Regions from separate parts of the Mus musculus genome. Here region 2 is linked to region 1. The links are chromatin contacts, called in public Hi-C maps. All regions are on one chromosome and are shown on one strand. The core of a region is the stretch at or near the end of the contact, and the rest is flanking DNA. Distances in the headings are between cores, read along the strand shown. Region 1 overlaps Fbn1 (fibrillin 1). Region 2 overlaps Fbn1 (fibrillin 1).

Evidence for each region. Hi-C and Micro-C count contacts between places; a contact is called where the count stands out from the background.
Region 2: a Hi-C map of Sertoli cells shows a contact between it and region 1, with 2.3 times the contacts expected there. The contact joins two enhancer-like sites. A contact is called at or near these places in 5 of 484 Hi-C or Micro-C datasets (the Ba/F3 cell line, Sertoli cells, nephron progenitors and 2 more).

Annotation. Positions count from the first base shown.
Region 1 is chr2:125,312,721-125,319,961 of GRCm38.p6, reverse strand. Fbn1 (fibrillin 1) reads left to right here. Exons shown (of 66, transcript NM_007993.2): 54 at 846-965; 55 at 2,428-2,550; 56 at 2,864-2,995; 57 at 4,478-4,603; 58 at 5,162-5,368; 59 at 6,998-7,123. Among named protein-coding and RNA genes, the nearest start is that of Dut, 69 kb to the right of the region's middle. Within about 2 kb of position 3,486, at least 2 of the 459 cell types and tissues checked have an H3K27ac peak or open chromatin away from gene starts, as enhancers often do. A contact at or near this core is called in Sertoli cells, where this site is marked.
Region 2 is chr2:125,452,269-125,459,509 of GRCm38.p6, reverse strand. The region is part of intron 6 of Fbn1 (fibrillin 1); the gene reads left to right. Among named protein-coding and RNA genes, the nearest start is that of Fbn1, 51 kb to the left of the region's middle. Within about 2 kb of position 4,724, at least 7 of the 459 cell types and tissues checked have an H3K27ac peak or open chromatin away from gene starts, as enhancers often do. A contact at or near this core is called in Sertoli cells, where this site is marked.

The sequences.
Region 1 (7,241 bases), core at 2,237-4,736:
AAAGGATTCTCCTCTCCTAGAAAGAGTGACCGTTGAGGAGAGCCTGCTGTGTTCCTCGGCTTCAGATATCTAAAATAGCAACGTTATCTCTAAAATTAGAGTTCTTTCTTTCCCAAGGGAAAATATTCTCCCTAAGGCCGAGGCCGGAAACAAGAACAGTGGACGATCCAGATGGATGGGTTAGGAGGCATCTATACTTTTTAGGGATTTTTTTTTTTGGTAAAATATTTTCTCTCTCCACAGTTGTTTAGAAAGACCATGACCTAAACATGTTTTCTCTCTCTCTCTCTCTCTCTCTCTCTCTCTCTCTCTCTCTCTCTCTCTTTTTTCCCTAGTCTTTTCTTTTTCTGCCTAATGTAAACCACCTGGTTTTAACAGAATCAACAAAATCTACTTGAATGTTGGGTTTTTTTATCCAGTATATTCTATTTAATCTTAGGTAATTTTCTATTTTATATCTGGCAAAACTCCATCATATGTAAGCCTTTTTGTGTAGTGATGTGAAGTGGGACCAACTGGAGACTTTGTCTTTGAGCCAGCAGAAACCCCTGGCTGCATATAGGAGCCTTATTTTAGCTATTAGGACATCTACTCCCAGGACAGTCTGCAGAAAGCCACTTGGGCGGTGTAAGGGCTAGACATCCATCTCTCTCACTGTCTCTGCCTTTGAGCAAGTGCAAACTCCAGCTAGAAACCAGTGGTCAGCAGGTTTCCCTCCTTGCAAGAACAGGATAACTGAGCAAGACAACACAGATCCAAGAACTCAGACAGAATGAAAAGTGATATCAGAGCCTTAGCTCCATTTTATCTGCACTCATTTTATCTCCACTTTGGATCACTGGCAGATACCGATGAATGCTCTGTGGGCAATCCTTGTGGAAATGGGACCTGCAAGAATGTGATTGGAGGTTTTGAATGTACCTGTGAGGAGGGGTTCGAGCCTGGCCCAATGATGACTTGTGAAGGTAAGTAAGGGTCTCGGATACAGAAGAGACAGTTGCCTATACTGACCATGGGAGCAGCTGTTTGATTGTAGTTCTTAAGATCAAATACCTTTCAGGGCATGGAGAGTTAAGAACATCTGAGCATGGCAGGCTGTTGCATCATTCTTCTCTGTGACCTCATATGGTCAGGAAATATAAAGAAAACAATAGAGGTGACTTGTGGCAGAAGTTATATTGTATATAACGGAATGCTCACTAGTGTGTCTTTCTGCTTACATCTCAATACAACTCCTCATTTACTACCTCCTGTCTTATTACTCTCTATTTCCTTTGTTGTTTTTGTTTCCAAGGCTCTTCTCCCCTCCCCCACCTCTTTTGTATTCTCCTGCTCTCCTCTTAGAAACATCTGCTCACAGAGCTAGATAACCACTGACATCCTGTGGTCATCTGGAGGCAATCCCAAAGGAGAGGTTGCCTAACCCATAGAGGCATCTGAAAAGTATTTGTCAGTGTGACTGCCTGGAAGGAAGTATGGAAAAGAAAGAAAAACTAGGGAGTGCCAAAGAGTGGTTGGTCCCTCGACTATTTGCCTCATATTCCCCTGGGATGCAAGCTTTCTGGCCTCATCTTCGACCACTAAATCACAAACTCTAAAAGCAGAGCCCAGCAGCTGTCCAGATGATCCACAAGCTCTTCATGATAGGGTTCCCTGGTGTAGGAAAAGAATGGGGGAGGGGAAGGGAAAGTGGTATTAAAGGGATCCCTTCATCAGAGATATGGACTGTTGGTACCTTCAGAGTGTTGTGAGCCTTTTAAGGCTGTGGTTCAAAGCTGGCCTGGATGCTCAGTCCTGTCCTTCATACACATTGTTGTTCTTGGGGGACAGCATGATCATCGAAGAGGTTTGGTTTCACCCTCTCGCTTTTGAAAACATGTCCTGACATTTCTAAACCATGCACTCTAGAAAAGTCATTTTTCCCAGTAGAGGGCATCTGTGTAAACTGAGTTTCTCTAAGTATAAAATGACCAGAACACTCTGTTTGAGCCCAGAATCCCTGTTGTCTCATAGGAACCTCTTTGTTTGGGGAAGGAGAGGTTACTAAGAGTATTAGAGAGCTTGGCTTCTTTTTGACCACAACTTCTTTAGTTAAAGGAAGCAAAGATGATCTATAGTTCATGTACAAAGGAAACGGCAACTGGTCAACCTGAGTCTTCCAACTATGCAAAGTGGACCTGTTGTTCCTCATTCACGTAAATCCATAATTACACCAGGACAGCAAGCTTGAGAGATGTACTGGGAGATCCGGAGCATACATCCACCATATTTATACCAGCTATAAAATAATCAACTCATTTTTATAATTTTCTGGATCCCTCCCATGCCTATGATAAGGAAGGCTTTTGACTTTTAGTAAAAGCACATTTCTCTCTTTTTGACATTCTTGGTGCTGTTGGCTCATTCTTTTACGTTCTCTTACTACAGATATAAATGAATGTGCCCAGAATCCTCTGCTCTGCGCCTTCCGCTGTGTAAATACCTACGGGTCCTATGAATGCAAATGCCCTGTTGGATACGTTCTCCGAGAAGACAGGAGGATGTGTAAAGGTGAGGGCCCATTTTAGTCCATTTAGTCCTCAGAATTATAAATGCTTCAACAAGCAAGTATGAATCATAAAGCAAAGAAGTCCAGGAAGGGCTCCCATAGCATCTTTGTTTCTGATAAGGTCATCGGTTTATTGGAAAGCAGTTTTCTCACCAAGTCCAAAGGCGGTTAGAAGATTCCCTTCCACGTTTAATATATCAATTCCCCATACATACAAAAGGAAATAAGCTCAACGCTAAGATGACGGAGATGATAGTTTAAAGGACAAGCCTGCAGTGGAGCTTGTTTTAAAGTTGTGATTACACATCTTTCCAGATGAGGATGAGTGTGCAGAGGGAAAACACGACTGTACTGAGAAGCAAATGGAGTGTAAGAACCTCATTGGTACCTACATGTGCATCTGCGGCCCTGGGTACCAGCGCAGACCCGATGGAGAGGGCTGCATAGGTAAGACTGTCTCTGGTACAGACCGCTCAGCATTGAAATAGCCGAGGGCAGAAGTGACCTGAGCTCTGAGTCAGGTTGGTGACGTGCTCCTTCCTCTTAATCAAATGTCACAACTCACTGTGGAGAGGCCTTACTGTTCTCTCCTCTGGGCTGGCCTGTCCCTATTCTCTTGGCCTGTATTGCTGCCAGGGTCACCCACCTTTGGCCCTTGCCCGTTGTTCATGTAGCCGTCCAGGAGGTAGATCTTCACACTGACTTCCCTCACCACTCTATGGACTCCGTTGTCTTACTAACGTCCTGTGCTAGGGCTATTTTTAAGCCAGGGCTCTAACTTCAAGAAACCCCCGCTTTCCTTGAGGTAGGTCCAAGTGCTGCTTTTTTGAATGTCCCCAGGTGATCCAAATGTGTATCAAATGTTGAGAACCACAACCCTAGGCCAGGGAATGGCAAGCTTCAGCTTCCAATCAAATCCAACCCTCTAGCCTGCCACTTCTTTTGTGAATAAAGTTTTATTAAAACACCTCATGCCCCATAGCCTCCCGGGCAGCTGGGGTTTCTGGCCTGGCCCATCAAGTTCGGCTGAACAGTGGGGTTTTTAACTAGTCTTCATGTGGCTCTGGGTGTTGTTTCCACATTCTCTGCCCCTCTCAGGGAGCTCTGTGTTCTAGAGACTCAAAGCTATTCTCAAATGAGAGAGAAACTGGGGAAGTTAGTTCGTGATATTCAGATCTAACCAATCACCAAAAGTAATCCAGATATTTTAATGTTTTAAAAACCTGTTAAATTATGGTTTATTGTTTCCTCAATAATATTGCTTTGTTACAAACAAGTCATGTTGAATCTGAAGATCAGTCCAAACTAATGTTACTGTGTCGACGCAACTTACTGGCATCATTCTGATGAAGTAATGTATCTCTTTAAAATGACAGTCAACCTTCAGTTCTCCCTCCAGTATGTGATCTCACCTTTCAGGAATCTTCTTTATATACAGATGGGGCAAAATTTAAGTAAAAAAAATGTGTGCCCAAAATGCTGCCGTTTGCATTTAGATATATCAAAATATGCTCAAGGTTGCCTTAGAAGAACAAAGAAAGAGAGGGAGAGGGAGAGGGAGAGAGGGAGAGAGAGAGGGGAGGGAGAGAGAGAGAGAGACTGCTTTTATTGCACAATCCCTCTCGGAAGGGGACTCAGAAGTTGACTCTGGAAGAGTGTTTTGGTGGCTGAGGAATACAGATGACAGGGAGACCTTGATTTTTTAATTCCTGGTCGTTCCAGGATTTCCAGCTTTTCACCATGTAGATAGATTACTCGTTTGCAAAGAAAACTGAGAGAGTGCGTGAAGGAAGAAAGGAAGGAAGGAAAGAGGGGAGGAGGAAAGGAGAGAAGGAGAAAGAGAAGAAGGGAGGGAGGGAGGGAGAGATCAAGGGGAAAAAGTCAACCTTTTAAACAATGTCTCATGAGTCCTGTTCACTGTCTCCACAGATGAGAATGAGTGTCAGACCAAGCCCGGGATCTGTGAGAATGGGCGTTGCCTCAACACCCTGGGTAGCTACACTTGTGAGTGTAACGATGGCTTCACAGCCAGCCCCACTCAGGATGAGTGCTTGGGTGAGTATCTGAAACTGGCTGCAACCTTCCCTCACACTCCAAAGCATTGTTTCTGGTTTGAAATAAGAGAATATGCCAAAAAATGTGAAGGAGCTGAAAGCAGTCATCCTTGGGAGATGACTTAGTGACCAAGTGTATCTTGGGCTCAGGACCTCCCTACAGCAAAATTCTGCCTTTGCTAATTGCACATGGGATTGCTAGCTTGGGGTTTCCTTCTTGCTGCCCTTTAAGGCCTTTGCGACCAGGCCCACTTCCGTATGTTTTTGCCCCCTTTTCTATAGCATGGCTGTTGCAACTGTTCTTCCACATGTCTGGGGCACAAAGAGTTATAAGCTTGTCTGCACCAATGCCTTTCTGCCAACTCACAGATTTCTTGTCTTGTTTCCGTCAGACGCCTCCTTTCTCTCTCCCTGCTGTTTCCAGCTTTCGCTTCTTGCTCCTCTTCACCCAGGGTAAAGTGTTACATCCTTTTGGTTTTTATATCTGACTAAATTCCTAATGCCCCATGCACACAGAACAGTCCCTCAATTCCTCTTTACCTCGGAATGTCTCTTCCAGACAACCGGGAAGGGTACTGCTTTTCGGAGGTCTTGCAAAACATGTGCCAGATTGGCTCAAGCAACAGGAACCCCGTCACCAAGTCCGAGTGCTGCTGTGATGGAGGGAGAGGCTGGGGACCCCACTGTGAGATCTGCCCTTTCGAGGGCACAGTGGCTTACAAGAAGCTCTGTCCCCACGGCCGAGGATTCATGACCAACGGAGCAGGTACTTCACTTTGTTCTGTTGTTGACAAAAGGTGCGAGCTCGTTCTTCATTATGAGTTTTCCATTATTGGACAAAAGTAGTTGCAAGGAATGTGTGTGTTTCACTACGGAAAATGATGGAAATGTGGAACTGACAATATAGGCTTGCGCTGTCTGACTGAGATGGACGGACATCCTTCCTTACAGTGCTGTAAACATTCAAGGCCATTTGCCAACAGTCCTTGGTCCGGATGATTACGTTTCTTGTGCTTGGGTCCTTGCCTCTGCCTGGCAAGGGTCTGGCAGAAATCTGCTGGAAGATAGTTTATGAGCTGTGAAATAAATAACAACCATCTACTTCCACTCCACTGATATTCATTTTAACTCAATGTTAGCCATGATATATTGCATCAAAGAAGTACAAAGACTGCTGGTGTGCTAGGAATTTACACAATCGTGTCTGAAGTGCATTGCACCAGCTGCTTTCCGCTAGACATCTAGATGTGAGTGAGGGTCAACAGAGATGTCTGAGGCAGCTGTGAAGACCTGTGAGCCTCATGGGATTTCACTTTTATCAACACAGTTGGGGTGTAGTTCATAGAAGGGCTGAGGAAGAGGGTCCTGTTGGTGTTCCATTGTGCTCCTGGGGGTGGGGTGGGAGGGGACTGGAGGAGGCTAGAAGCAAAAACATAAAGGAGAATTAGAAGAGAGTTGTCTTCCTGTTGGGAAAATGTGACTAATGACAGAATAAAGGCTGTGGGTAAATGGAGGCGGTGGACAGGAAAGATCCGTCCTCTGGGAGGATGCTGAGATGAGATGATAGAGGACTCATTTCCTGAGACCAGTGAAAAGGTGCTTACCTGTACCTCAGAGTAAACTGCAGAAGGTCAGGCACACCCATCTGCTGATATTAGACGATCATTTTGGCAGTGAAGGTTTAATAACTTGTACAAATTGCTTGTGTTGGTGTCCAGCCTTACTGCCACCAGTGTACAGTCTTCAAGCCTTTCTGTCTGTAATAGAGACACAAATACAGGTGTCTCTGTCTAGCAAACTGCATAAAGTTAGTCCCATCATTTACCCAAGAGGCCTGGTTAATTCCCATACAGAAGAGGGAAGTTGACTGCATTCTTCCACCCTTTGTTAAGTAATTTGATATTTTTCAGAATTAACTTCAAGTAGGACAAAGAAAATGTTAAAGAAGTTTCCTTCTTATTTTGAACATGCAACATCAGAGAGAAAAAACCTAGACTTTCCTTGTCCAGAGGGTTCTCTGCTAAGACTTGCTCATGTGATGCCCATAGGTGGCAAGAATGATGACAAGATGGAGCAGAGGACCTAACATGTCTCCTTATGATGTTATTCTAGAAATCCAGAAGAGAAAAATAACACAGTTTTAAATGACCAATTATTTTAAGGCTTTCCCTTTGTTTGAACAGCTTCTCATTATCACCTCATACAGTCATTCACTAGCTGTTCAATGAGTAACCAATTGCATATGAAATCCTTTCTGTCTCCTTTTGGTTTAATACTTTGGTCCTTAATACAGTAACACGGTATATAAAATTTTACACTCAAGTGACCCCTGTGTATCAATGTTGCCCATTGTATGTTTTAATGTACTTATTATTGTGATTTATATCTATCCTAGATATTGATGAGTGCAAGGTTATTCATGATGTTTGCCGAAATGGGGAGTGTGTCAACGACAGAGGGTCCTATCACTGCATCTGTAAAACTGGCTACACTCCGGATATAACAGGGACCGCCTGTGTAGGTAGGTACTTCGTTTCTAATGCTTTATTCCTGAGTAGAAATTTCAGGTTATGGGAGAGAAAACCCCACACTAAAAATCTAAAATGCATCTCTACTTTCAATTTTAAAAAAAAGTATGA
Region 2 (7,241 bases), core at 3,475-5,974, 140 kb before region 1:
TTGACTTACACAAGTGGTAGGATCAGGAAGTAACGCATGGCTCTTGTCATCAGCCTTGAAACACACACACACACACACACACACACACACACACACACACACACACACATTGCAAAGAGCCATTTGTGCAGGAGACAGCAAAGTAGCAGAGGTGACAAGAAATAATGTAAACAGTAGGAAGACAGTGCACAGATATACAGACACTCAGTTTGTTCTGGGGCAAAAAGGAGGACTCCCTGCTGGGAGCACCCTTTTATGGGAGCACAGATGGAGCCTAAAGGTCTTCTGGCCTCATTCCAAAGCGCTGGGTTCAGGGCTCTCTGAGGTCCACCCCCCTCCACCGGGCTTCTGTATAACTTCTGTCCAAGGCAAGGTATGGGCTTTTAAAGAAATTCTCCTTTGTATTAAGGCAGGGTAGTGGAGTTTTCAAGAAATTCTCCTTTGCATGTATAAATTGGGAGCGGGCCAGTCTATTTCTGAAACTGTTTCAGCTCTGTCTATGAACTGCCGTCCAGAGACTCTTACCAAGTTTATATGCACAGTTGAGAGCATTAGGGGATACGTGGTGCTTATGTTTCCTGGTAGTCATGGTCCCTAGGGAGTCAATCTTTGGGGTTTATTAATGTATATTGGACAGATATCTGGAGCTATGTGGTCCATCTGATGTGCCAAAGTACTTTTTGTAGAACATTAGTCCCAAGAGGGGTCCATGAAGCGTAGTTTCCATGGTCAATATCATTTTGGAAATCCTATACTACAGCCCTACAGCCTTATTCTTGGAGAGGTAATGGGGGCATTAACTTATGAACTCTTGGGAGTTCTGTGTGAAACAAAATATTTTGGCTTAACTTAAAAACTGGATATTCTCAAATCTGCCCATCTATCCTTCCAGAAGCCTCCATTCCCCCCGCCCCCCATTGATGTCTTTGACATCCTTACCCTGAAGCTCTGGATGCTGATTGTATTGATGATGGTCGCTCACATGCCCATGCAATAGCTTCATGTTTTGGGATTAAGTTCTGCTTCTTTCATGATCCCCACTCCGACGAGGTGACCAGCTAAACTCCTGGGTGGTTTTGGATGAAGAGCATCATTGTAAAGACACTCCCTCATTCTCTGAGAGGATTGAAAATGTTCTGTATCCCATGTGGACATGACTGTAAATGCCTATCACCAACCTGTGTGGAGGGATGGAGTCTGTGGAGGACATGAATGGAGCATTCAACAGCTTTCCCACTGTGCCTCCTCATCAACAAACCCTTGGCTCTGAATTGTTCCAGAACTTTAAAAGTCGACAATAGATTGGGATCTTTGTTTCCTTAGAAAATGAAAATATTCTAGAGCAGCATTTCTCAACCTGTGGGTTGCGACACTTTGCTGGTCACATATCAGATATCTGGCATATCAAATATTTACATTACAATTCATAACAGTAGCAAAATTAGTTATGAAGTAGCAAGGGGATAATTTTATAGTTGGGGATCACTATGACATGAGGAACCATATTAAAGGGTTGCAGCACTAGGGAGGTTGAGAACCACTGGTTTAGGGTCTCAATTCATAAAATAGGGCTGTGTCTGTTTCTTTCTGGTGAGCTGTTCCCTGGCTACTGTCCCCACGGAGGCCCCTTTGACCTTCATTGTTGCAGGACACTGAGCCAGGCTATAAGTGAAGGCTTGCAAGTCAGGCCCATGTTTATCCAAAGGGAAAGTGTTTTTTATAAGCTCGGGCTTGCTTTTGAGGAGCTGGGCTTTCCGTCAAGTCACCCTGGGATGCTTGCGCTGTCTCAGAGATCCTGGTCTCTCTAAATCAGTCTCATGAACTTTAGAGCAAAGCAACACAAGGTCCCCTCAGCAGTTTCGATCCAGTCTTTCCTTATATGACTTATAAACTTCACTTGAGAAGAGGACAGTATTTTGCACCTTTCTCTAGCATGGGAAGAATAAAATCCAAGGCACACGGAACATCTTAATGATTCGGGGCTGGCACTGGAAACAGTATGCAGTAGAATTGACCTGTCTTCCTTGAGGAAGACAGCCTTTAAACAGCATAGAAAATTCTTGATTATTTTTTAGAGCTCATAACCTGGAGTAGCTCGGCGCTTGTCAGCCTTCATTTAGAACCACATTCTTCCTGTCATGTTTCCACTTACCAAGTGGGACAAGTTCTCACAAAACCCATAGAAGACAGCTGGTTGAAGACATCCACAGCCCCATCGTGGGTCCCTCACTGTGGGCTCCTTGTGGCTTATGGGTTGTTTTTCTTTATCTTTTATGAATTAGAGGAATTAATAGGAAAATCATTTCCAGACTAACTTCCACCCCAAAGGAGCCCCTATTTCATTTTAATATTATATGACTATCATTTTAATGTTACTTAAAAAAATTCCTGTCTAGGAGATATCATTTTTCTTAACTGCTTTGCCATTCCCGGAATTCTTGGGAATATACTAAGGGCACAGGTTCTGGAGAGAAATCCTTCCATTTGCTGGCCATGGGGCCGTAGGCAACTAACTGCTTTCGTTTTACTTCTCTGATCTGTACAATGGATGTGATGAAGGCCTGTGCCTGGTGAAAGTGTTGAGAAGGTACAGTGGAAGCACTGAACCCAGGACTCAATCATGCATTGCTGGTGACTGGCGTCCTCACTCTTTGCCAGATGTAGCTTCTTCATAAATGATGTCATGAAAGTTACCATACCAATAAAATCAGACCTCTCCTTTAGAGGCTCTACTGTGATCACCAACACCCCCCCCCCCCGCATCCCCCACTCTCCATTTAGAAGTTTTCGGATCGATTCAGATGCAACCAGCTTTCCTCTCGAATATATTATCAGCCATATGCATTTCCTTAACACACGCCCAGCTATTGCATGCAGTTGTACCACAGACTGACACCACAGGAGGGCAACGTGCAAAAAATAATGAGGAAGCAGAGGTCGGCCACATCCTTGATAATATATAATGCCGATCGAGGCTGTGAGAAGCGCTCACTGTCCACCCTAGATAAAGTTTATGGAAGGTTTTACTACTTTTATGGACACATACAACCAAATGAAGTGTGAACCTGCCCCTTCACAAAAACCCAGCAGCAAGATAAAAGAGGTACTTTAGGGGTGTGTTTTTATTCCTTATTATTCTCATGGCTGTTATAAAATATCTGACACAAATGTTGGCTCGTGGTTTAAGAAAGGATACAGTCTGTCCTGGCAGAGACAGCATGGCAGGAGGGGTCGGAAGTGGCTAGTCACATGGTATCTACAGTCATGTAGCAGAGAGCTGCCTGGAAGCACTGCTACCCCCCCCCCCCCCAAGTCCCACCACAAGTGACTCACTTCCTCCAGAGAGGCTCCGACTCCTAAGGGTTCCACAACCCTCCTAAAACGTCCCACCAAAAACTGGGGACCAAGTTCACACAGGTGGAGATTACAGGAGAAGCTTCGCACTCAAACAACAGCTGTGTGACCCTCAGTAGTGTGGCATTCTAAAAATCAGTGAGACGGGTTAGATACTGATGGCTGGCAGAACGGTAGGAGCAGCTGCCCGAATTCATACTTAATTTTACAGTGGCTCTGATAACTTGAGTCTACAGACAGCATCGTCAGGTTGGAGTCAAAAAAGGCCTCCAGGTGTAGCACCACAAGCCACTCTTCTTTTATTTCAAAGCAATAAAAATGTTGGTTCTGGAAGACGCAAGCTTTGAAAACCAAAATATTGGAGTAGTTTAAACCTACAGCTTTCAAAGCATCTTTATTAGTGTTAAGGTCTATGAAGCTCAGCCTGAACAAGAAGGCATCTTAGCGCTGGAGAGATGACTCAGTGGTTAAGAGAGCACACGTCTCTTTTCAGAAGACCCCAGTTCTAGTACCAACATCCACGTCAGGCAGCGACTCACAGCCTCCAAGGGAGTCAGCACCTTTGGCCTCCCGAGAAACCTGCACTCACATGCATAGACCTCTCACATGCACACACCTACACATTTTCATACAATTACAAATATAAATAGATCATTTTAGGCATCCTAACCTGAAAGGAAATTGCTATAAGTGGAGAGGAGATATAAAGTTACTACTGTGTATTGGTGAGAGAGCGCATGTCTGAAGTAGCAGATGTAATACAATTGCCCCAGCTCCTAAACTGTGCTGGTATCATAGCACCTCTTCTGGACATACTGAGGAGCCTCATATAATAGATTTTTCTTCATTACATTAATAGACCAAGTCTCAGATTGATACATAAAATGCCCCCAATGAGCCCTGAAATACTGACTCTGTTAAGATGAGAGGGTTCTTTGTGGTTTTCTTTGAAGACAGAGGGATCTTGATAATTTTATCATGTACATTGCTTTCTTTCTCTAATTCCTGTGCTCATGCAGCTCTGAGCCCCTAGTTTTTCCCTGGAATCATCATTGAGTTGGAATCTGGGTGACCTAGAAACAAGGACACCATGAACGTGAATTGTTGAAACACTACGCATTATGAGACAATGCATGCTTTTGAGTGGATGTCTGCAGACTTATCCCCTGGGAACGCCTTTGGATGTCCTAATTGCAGTTCTGCCCTCCATAAATCAGTCGCTATTTGGACAAGTCATGGCCACCTCCTCAGTCACTAGATACATTTGTAATAGTTTCTGTCAGAAATAACAACAGCCACCTAGCAACATACTGTTTGGTCATGTCCTGTTTTAGAATGCCACGTATGGTTTTGTGGGCTTCAGAAGGGTAAGTTCTTACTGGGTCTAAAAGATATTGAAAACGAAACAGTAGATAGTGACATCACTGTGTACAAGAGTAGGCTGCATGGAGCAGTTTATATAAGAATGAAGTAGGGGCCGGGCCGTGGTGGTGCACACCTTTAATCCCAGCACTTGGGAGGCAGAGGCAGGCAGATTTCTTAGTTCAAGGCCAGCCTGGTCTACAGAGTGAGTTCCAGGGCAGCCAAAGCTCCACAGAGAAACCCTGTCTCGAAACAACCAAAAAAAAAAAAAAAAAAAAAAAGAATCAAGTAGGGGTTTGCTGGTTTGTTAGCATGGTTCTATTCCATGGGGGGGGGGGCAGGTGGTCACTCATCTTGTTCACCACCTTATAACCAATGTCTAGCATTCAGTAACTCAGTAAGCATTTATCACAATTCTTTTGAGTCACTTAAGAAATGATTGATCTACCCCCTGACCCCTGTAGGCAGGGTTGCTTTGGGTTTTAGGTTAGTATACAAAACAATGGCACTTCCATATATATGTTGAAAATCCTCTAACTTTTAAAACTATGAACAGTGTCAAACGCAACCAGTGAATTCTGTGAAAAGTGCTCTCTCCTATGCCATGAAGCCTAGACCTGTAGGATACACATAGACATCCCTAGCTCACTCCGCCTTGGGAGGCAGGATTATTTTATAGCCAGGAAAACTGGGGCTGGAGGGAACCCTAGTAGCCAACACCAAAGTGGGGGCCTAAAAATGAGGTCCATGGCTTCCACAACAGCTCAGGTGTCATGTGGATGTGCCCCCAACCTGTGGCACCCATGGCTGCCACTCTCAATCATTGGCTATTTTTGTTTATGTTTTTTGGTTTTTTGTTTTGTTGTTGTTGTTGTTGTTGTTTTGTTTTTGAGACAGGGTTTCTCTGTGGAGCCCTGGCTGTCCTGGAACTCACTCTGTAGACCAGGCTGGCCCCGAACTCAGAACTCTGCCTGTCTCTGCCTCCCAAGTGCTGGGATTAAAGGCTTGCGCCACCACTGCCCGGCTCATTGGCTATTTTTAATGGACCCTCTGATATTAAGCGTCTTTATTTCTTCCTCTCGGTCCATACACCTCTTTAATTTTGGATTGACATTTTGTAATTTCTGTCCTGTGTCCCTTAGTCTTTTGATCAGTCTTTTTAAGATCTCAATTTTATATGACCAAGAAAATCTTTTGGATTGAGTTTATTGGGAGAGATTGTCTTTAATTATAAAACGCTATTGTATGATTGGCAGTCTTTGGCTGAGGCTGTGATGAATAAAATTTTTATTGAAATATGAGGGGTTTGAGGCCTCATGGAAATTGAGCTTTGGCTTAAATAGGAAGAGAAGAGGTCCCGAAGGAGCTTGAAATCTCTCTCTCTCTCTTTGTGTGTGTGTGTTTTCAGGAGCTGGGTCTCTCCTTCACTATGTGGGTTCTCGGATGTCAGGTCATCAGGCATGACAGCTAATGCTTCCACCGCCGAGCCTTTTCTCTGGCCTCTTTTGAGGGTCGGTCATGGAAGCTAGGAGCCAGGGAAAGGTTGAGAATCAGTTGTCTCTTGGGATCAGTCTGGCTTGTTTCTCAGGAGGCATGGAGTTCTCTTTATCATGCAAACAACTGGGAATTTGAAGTAGAAAGTCTCTGTGGGAACAAGCTTTGGGACTGCCATGTCACAGAACTAGAGAATGCCTTTAATCTAAAAGACATTCAATGAGTGCTGAAAGCACTCATCTGTCCTGTCCCCACCTGTGGCTCAAAGTGGAGAACGTGAGTGGCCACATGGCTGTGGAGATGTTCAGTGATTAGCTTCCTCAGTTACCAAGGTAACAGCACAAAATCACAGCAAGCGTTTGGCCTGCCGTACGGAGCATAACTTTCCAGTCACTGTGCATGATTATGACGTTGCCTTAGTTTAATTCCATATAACAGAATAGTCAGTGTAGCTAATCTGTGGCTGCAAAGAGGGGGGTTAAGAATGACAGGCATTCAGTGTGTTCCTTTGGGTAGCCTAAAGTGACATGGATTAATATGCTGCCAGTGTTCTTCCCCTGAGAAATATTTGGTCACAAGAAGATCTGGCTTTAAGAAGAAACTCAAATTCGGGTGTGTGGCTTTTGGCACAGTCTTGACTCACTGGAATGGCCTAATGTATATCTGGTTTCTTTTTTCCCATGCTTTATTTGGGGTGTCCACCAAGACACACTTCCTGCCTGTGGGGTTATCTACATCCATAGCCTGAGTCTTGGTTTGCAAAGTCACACAGAGGAAGCAGCATACAGAAGACACAGGGCAGTGTAGAGACTGGACAGAAACACTTTGAAACTGGATGCAGGATTACATACAGCAAGTTTCCTAGGTCAGTGGAAACTGGGGTGTTTGACTGAAGGCCAACAGTTAGCAATTGTGTTCTGTTTCTGAGACTAGAAGTGGCAAACATTTGTCAGATTCCCTCAGTCATCCCATGAAATGCAAATGTTGCAACTGTCAGATTGTCAGAAACCTAAAGACTCCATATGTTCTCT